Regions from separate parts of the Cricetulus griseus genome. Here region 1 is linked to region 2. The links are chromatin contacts, called in public Hi-C maps. All regions are on one chromosome and are shown on one strand. Each heading gives the region's core, a stretch centred on a gene start, on an enhancer-like site or on the middle of the called end of the contact. The rest is flanking DNA. Distances are from core to core; before and after follow the strand shown. Region 1 holds the start of LOC100771832 (40S ribosomal protein S27-like). Region 2 holds the start of Slc9a3r1 (Na(+)/H(+) exchange regulatory cofactor NHE-RF1).

What was found. Hi-C and Micro-C count contacts between places; a contact is called where the count stands out from the background.
Region 1: a Hi-C map of the CHO-K1 cell line shows a contact between it and region 2, with 4 times the contacts expected there. The contact joins the promoter of LOC100771832 here to the promoter of Slc9a3r1 in region 2. A contact is called at or near these places in 2 of 8 Hi-C or Micro-C datasets (both in the CHO-K1 cell line).

The regions. Positions count from the first base shown.
Region 1 is chr7:127,999,476-128,002,498 of CriGri-PICRH-1.0, reverse strand. It overlaps LOC100771832 (40S ribosomal protein S27-like), which reads left to right and starts at 1,681. Exons shown (of 1, transcript XM_027425721.2): 1 at 1,681-2,075. The coding sequence starts at 1,821. The coding sequence ends at 2,075. Cdr2l (cerebellar degeneration-related protein 2-like) reads right to left here. Exons shown (of 4, transcript XM_027425720.2): 4 at 1-858.
Region 2 is chr7:127,771,232-127,774,497 of CriGri-PICRH-1.0, reverse strand. Slc9a3r1 (Na(+)/H(+) exchange regulatory cofactor NHE-RF1) reads right to left here and starts at 1,549. Exons shown (of 6, transcript XM_027425734.2): 1 at 925-1,549. The coding sequence starts at 1,350. It overlaps Rab37 (ras-related protein Rab-37), which reads right to left. Exons shown (of 9, transcript XM_027425742.2): 9 at 2,657-3,266.

The DNA.
Region 1 (3,023 bases), core at 432-2,931, 230 kb before region 2:
TTGATGTCTGCCTTAGTCTTCTGGATCCTGGCGAAGATCTCTTTGAAGAGTGCCTTGTACTCGGGTTGGCTCTGCTCCAGCCGCTTATCCACAGCCTCCACGTGCTGGCTCAGGCTCTTCTCACCCGTCTTACCCTCTCCCTGGCTCTCCTCGCCCCCCAGTAGGTCCCTCCATGAACTGTCCCTGGAGATGGGCCGCGAGGTCTGCACGCCCGCGTGCCGCACCCCGGCACCATGCTGCCGGCATTTGCTCAGGAGCTCCTCATATTTCTCCAGGAGCGCGTGGTACTGCTCATCCACCTCCCTCAGGATAGACATACCGCGCCTGCGCACGCTGTTGGCGTGCAGCGTGAGGTTGCCAGCATGACGGCTGGCTGGGTCTTTGGCCACGATGGCATTGAGCGCAGTGTCACTGCAGCTTTTGCGCACTGCGTGGCTGGGGGAGGCTGCAGGCGAGGAGACACCATCCTGGGCATTGGAGGCATCCCCACTGCCTGGCTGGGGGTCATCAGCCTCAGGGGCCTGAGTGAGGGGCGCCAGCAAAGCCTCGGCCAGGTGCTCATCCCGGGCCAGCAGGTAGGTCTTGGCCTGCTTCATCTGCTGCAGCTCCAGCAGCTCGGCCTCCAGCTCCTGCACGCGCAGGCGACAGCCCTCCATCTCACACAGCTGTCGCTCCAGCTCCGTGTACTCCTGGAGCACCACTGTGTACTCGCGCTCTGCACGATCCTTGCGCTGTCGCTCCTGGCTCACCTGGGAACGCAGCACCCCCACCAAGGTCTGCAGTCGTTCATTCTCCTGCTCCAGGGGCCGAGGGCCCAGCTCCAATGAGGAACTGTGCAGGCGGAAGGCATCTTCACACCTGCTAGGGGACAGAAGTGATAGTTAAGTCATGGCCACGGCCTGGACCAAAGTGTCAGACACTGGGTTGCCTTGTCCACCTGTCTCTTCCTTCTGCCCCTCTGAGGCACCACCCACCCTTCTAACTTTCTCTCCGGGCTGTGTCTGAGGATGCTGACCCACATGGATTCATCTAGGATTCTTCAGCAAGGGACGGTTGAAGGTGGGAACAAAGGGAGTTCTCTGGGTATGTCTAAGCTCTTTCCCTGGTTGGTGCTGGCCAGACAGACGGCTCCATACCTTCTAGAGATGGTAATTAATCTCTCTTCCTCTAGACACTGAGGCCTAGGGATGGTAGTGGCCCTGTTCTGTTGCAACCCTGGGCCTAGTTTCCACACATACACACACACACACACACACACACACACTTCTTAATCTTTATTTTTATTTTATTTTTTAGACAGGATTCCTCTGTGTAACAGCTCTGGCTGTCCTAGAACTTTCACCATAGACCAGGCTGGCCTCAAACTCAGAGATCCGTCTGCCTCTGCCTCCCGAGTGCTGCGATTAAAGACATGTGCCACCACCCCCTGGCTAAACAGGACCTTAGACAGTTCAGTTTGACTTTGAACTCTCTAGCTTGAGGATGACTGTGACCTCTCAATTCTCCTGCCTCCACCTTGTAAATGCTGGGATTACACGTGTGCTTCACCACTCCTAGGAGGTGTTGGGAATCAATCTCAAGGCCTTGTGAGTGTTAAATGGGCTCCCAACTGAGCCCCATTTCCAGCCTCATCTTGATCCTCTTTGTTAATCTGTCTTTCTCCTGTTTTAGGCTGAGGATCGAACCCAGGGCAACTCACATTCTAGGCAAGTACCTATACAACTGAGCTACATCCTCAGTCCTGTATTCTTACATTAAGTAGTTGTTGAATTAAGATTTAATGGGAGCTTTTCCGGTTGTGACCACCTCCCTATGAGAACATGCCTCTCGAAAAGGATCTCCTTCACCCCTCTCCAGAAGACGAAAAGAGGAAACACAAGAAAAAATGCCTGGTGCAGAGCCCCAATTCCTACTTTACGGATGTGAAGTGCCCAGGATGCTATAAGGTCACCACGGTCTTTAGCCATGCACAAACAGTAGTCTTGTGTGTTGGCTGCTCCACTGTCTTCTGTCAGCCCACAGGCAGAAAAGCAAGGCTGACAGAAGAATGCTCCTTCAGGAGGAAGCAGCACTGAAAAGCACCCGATTCCCGATGAGTGGGAACCATCCCAATAAACACATTTTTGGATAAACACAAAAAAGATTTAATGGGAACCAAAAGGCACAGTGCTGGACCCCTGCTAGGTTAGAAGCCTGGCTGGGCCAAGCTCTAAACACATGACACACTGGGTGAGCCATGTAACCACCAAACTTAGATTTTTCTCATCTAACTTGTAGGCAGAATGGATGTGATGACTGTTACGTTAGTATAGTACACCATGGCTGTCCTTAGCAAGCATCCTGATGGCTTGGATCAGACACAATCCTCCTCCCCGACAACTGTCCACCATGCTCCCTCTTTGTCCTTCAGCCAGAACTCTTGGGATTCAAAGACACGCCAGGGCCCTTGCCTACCGGGGGCTTGTGCACAGCTCCTTCAGGCAGGGGAAAGTATGGATGGTTCTCCTGCGCTCCCGCTTTTCCCGGCGAACCCGAAGCTGCTCCAGGCCTCTCAGTTGCTCCACCTGGGCCTGCAGCTCCTCAACCTGGGACTGCAGGCGCTCAATGGTTTCTGTCAGCCTGGAATAGGACGAACCACCCATGGGAGATGTATTTTTGTTTGTTTTCAAGATTGTCAGGGCTGGGGAGATGGCTCAGCCATTAAGAGCTAGGCCTACAATGAAAATGTTAAGATTGATGTGTGTGTGTGTGTGTGTGTGTGTGTGTGTGTGTGTGTGTGTGTGTAGGTGCCTGAGGAGGCAAAAAGAGGGAGCTGGATCCCCCAGAACTGGGTGATTGTGAGCCACTCACTGTGAGTGCTGGGAACCAAACCCTGGCTCTAGAGCAGCAAACACTCTCAACCTCTTAGCCATCTCTCAAGCCCCACCCCAGGGGAAGTCTTAAGGAGACAGGGACAGCCTCCTCACTGCTGCTGGGAACCTTGTAGATGGAGGACATGGAATTAAGAACAGACATGGGCTGGA
Region 2 (3,266 bases), core at 300-2,799:
CTGCCCCTCCAGCAGCTGATCCAAACTGGGGTTGTTTGTGGTAAATACCAAACACAGGCAAAACCAACTAGGCGGCTTGCTATGAAGACGCTGGAGTGAGCAGTGACCATACTAAGGCGAGACCACTTGCCCACGGTGGACTCTGCCTGGCCGTATGACTGCTCCCTCCCCCAACCATCTTTCTCCTTCTCCTCCTCTTCTAAGGTCCTCCCACCAGGCTCCCAGATACCAACTAGCGAGCGCTTACTCCTCACATTCCAGAGGATCATAAATCCTCCAGGGTGGCAGAGCCACCACCCCCAAGATGTCTCTGCGCCTCCTCCCTGTACCCCACCCCCACCCTCGCTCGGAGACGCTGGGACTTCCTCTCTTTCTTAGAAGTCACTTTAAGACTAGAGAAGGATGAAGTCCAATAGGTATGAGTTCATGATGTACAAACTAGGGATCCGAGGTGGTGCGGGTAGGACTTCGAGGTCCTTCCCAGGGACCTCTTGTTACTCAGCATCCACGCCAATTTCAGCTACTGTCCACAAGTACTGACGCGGGATGGAGGGAGACAGAGACAGAGAGACAGAGCGAGAGAGCTTGGCTGCAGGCAGGGATAGCCCAGGAAAGGGCTCCAGGGAGTGCGGGATGGGGGACAGAATCCAATGGGAGCCGAGAAGGAGACTGAATTCCTTTGCGTCGCCTCCCCAGAGTTCAAGGGAACCGAAAGTGCAGGCGGCAAAGGCGCTCTGCTCCCCAGCGACCCTGGATAGGGCGATGGGGTCGGGTCGCAGTCCGAGGCTTGCCTCAGGAACTGCGATGGCTTTCGGGTCAGAGGGCAGAAGCCGTTTCCTCCTCGCTGCTCGAGTTTCAGAATAAGTGCTGGACGTCCGGGGCGCCCGAGTCTCTCCGGAATCCCAGTCTCATACCCGCACTTACCCGTTCCAGGTGGCTCTTTTCGGCCTCATTCTGGTCTGTAGCCTGCGCGTCAGCGGCGGCCGGCGGCTCGGCTTGTTCGGACTTCTGGGAGCGCAGCAGGTCCTCCCGGATCGGGACGCCCAGCTTCTTGAGATGCTCGTCCGTCTCGGGGTCGACCACCAGCAGGCGCACGGCGTTGAGCGCCCCGCGGATGCGGCTCACCACCTGCTGATGCGTCTCCTTCTCCACGTTCTCGCCGTTCACCTCCACCAGTCGGTCCCCGGCCAGCAGCCCCGACTTCTCGGCGGGCGAGCCGGGCTCCACCAGCCGGATAAACTGGCCCACCTTGCCCTTCTCCCCGTGTAGGTGGAAGCCGTAACCGTTCGGACCCTTCTCCAGGCAGCAGAGCCGGGGCAGGGGCTCCCCGGCCGCCGCGTCCGCGCTCATCTTGCCCGGAGAACGCTCAGCACGGTTCCCGTCGGAGGCCGGGGACGCACGGCCTTTCTCCCCGCGCCGCGGAGCTCAAGTTGGGAGCTGAGCACAGTACGGGGCACCGTGAGCAGGTGTCCCAGGAACGGCTGCAGCGAACGCACAGGAAGGGAGCGGGCCAATCCCCGCCCTGCGCGGCGTCTGAGCGTTCCACAGCCCGCCCCAGCTCCTAAAGTCGGGGGCGGGGCTGTGCCGTGGGTGTGGATCACCCTGGACCAATCAGAAGCCACAAGATCCGGCTCTTGGGCCGGGGCGAATAATTCTGGCCAATCAGAATGGTGGGGGTGTGGCTTGCACTCGGCGCGGCTCCCCGCAGCGGGAGAAGAAAAGAGAGCCCAGGAAGTGGAAGTGTTTGTTACCAAGTGGGGAGTTGGGCCGATGGGGCGGGGCCCGGGCTGGGGCCGGGGCCGGGTTCCAGGTACTGAGCCCAAGGGCCTCGTGGACTACGCTCTGGTTTTCACGTCGTGGAGGGGGATTTAGAAGTGCCAGTCTCGGGGTAAAGAATCCTCAACGCTTTAACCGCCGTCAGCGAAAGCCTATTTATTGCACAGCTTGGCTGCGGGGGGGGGCGAGGGGAGCGACAGTTGCCTAGGAAACCAACCCACCCCCCCCTACACTCACTCCTCCCCCTCCCCGGGGCCAGCTTAAGAACCGGACGGATGTCTTCTGTAACACAGTAACACTGTAACAGAGTAACTGTAACAGAATAACTCAGCAGCGAGGTTGTTTAAGTAACAAAGTTTCTACTTGTGGAGTCACTGTGCTATCCCAGGACTTGGCGTAAAGGGAAAGTTTGGGCTTTGATCCCTTCTAGGAACGTGCAGGGCGGGGCAGAGGGGCCAAGGCTCCTAGCAGCCCACCTGGAAGACAGGCTGCCAGAGGGTAGATCAGTAAATAATAAATAAAAGGCTTGGTTTTGGCAGCTGCCTTTGGTTCGGGAGAGGGGGCGGGGAGAGGCAGCTTGGTAGTCAATCTCAGGATTCACTCTGGAGGGAATGGAGGCCTGGCTTTTATCAACAGAGAAAGAAAAATGACTTGGATTGTGAGATAAGCTTTCCAGCTCACTCTGGCTCTAAAAGATGCTGGTCTGGGGGAGAGCAGTCAGTTAAGGGTGAGGTGAGCCTATGAGGACACCAAAGAATGAGGAAGAATGAGGATGGAATGATTTGAGCATTGGGTAACACTTTTCCACAAAATGCCAAGTAACAAACTTTCCAACACGGTCCCTCGTCCTCTGGGAACAGAGAGAAGAAACGCCAAGGTATACTTGCCAAAATACTGCAATTTAATTCTGAAAAACACAAATGGAGTTCCTGCAACCTGCTCAGAGTCCCAGAAGAGAACAGGCAAGCCCAGGCTCCTCCTCTATCTGCCTGTGAGAGGTCACAGAGACCTTCCTTATCAACCCAAGTTAAGAGTGCTGACTCTGTTCAGAGAGCAAGATTTTGCCTTGAAAGCAAATGCAGTAACCTCATAAATGTGCTATGCATACTTTCTTGGAGTCCCAGTCTCTGCCCAGCCTACAGAACAGCAGTAAAGTTGCCTGCCTGCGGGTCATGGATCTACACACCTCCAGAGTCCTTCTAAGGGTGAGGTCAGGGCTTTGGGAGATGCATGGCCTTGGGCCTATAGGACCTCCTTGCTGCTTGCCCTTCTCCATACCCAAAATGGACCAAAGTGCTTTGTTTTGTACATATTACATTGGCTCACCCAGAAATGGACAACTTCCCACACCCTTTTTTCCTGATTTAGTGGAAGAGGAGGAGATGAAACAGTTTTGGCCCTAGTATTGGTCTGAAGTTAAAGGAAGGAGCAGGAAAGAGACAGAGAGCTGGGGATTAGTGGGGAAAACTGGACTATGGGGTTGTTCAGTT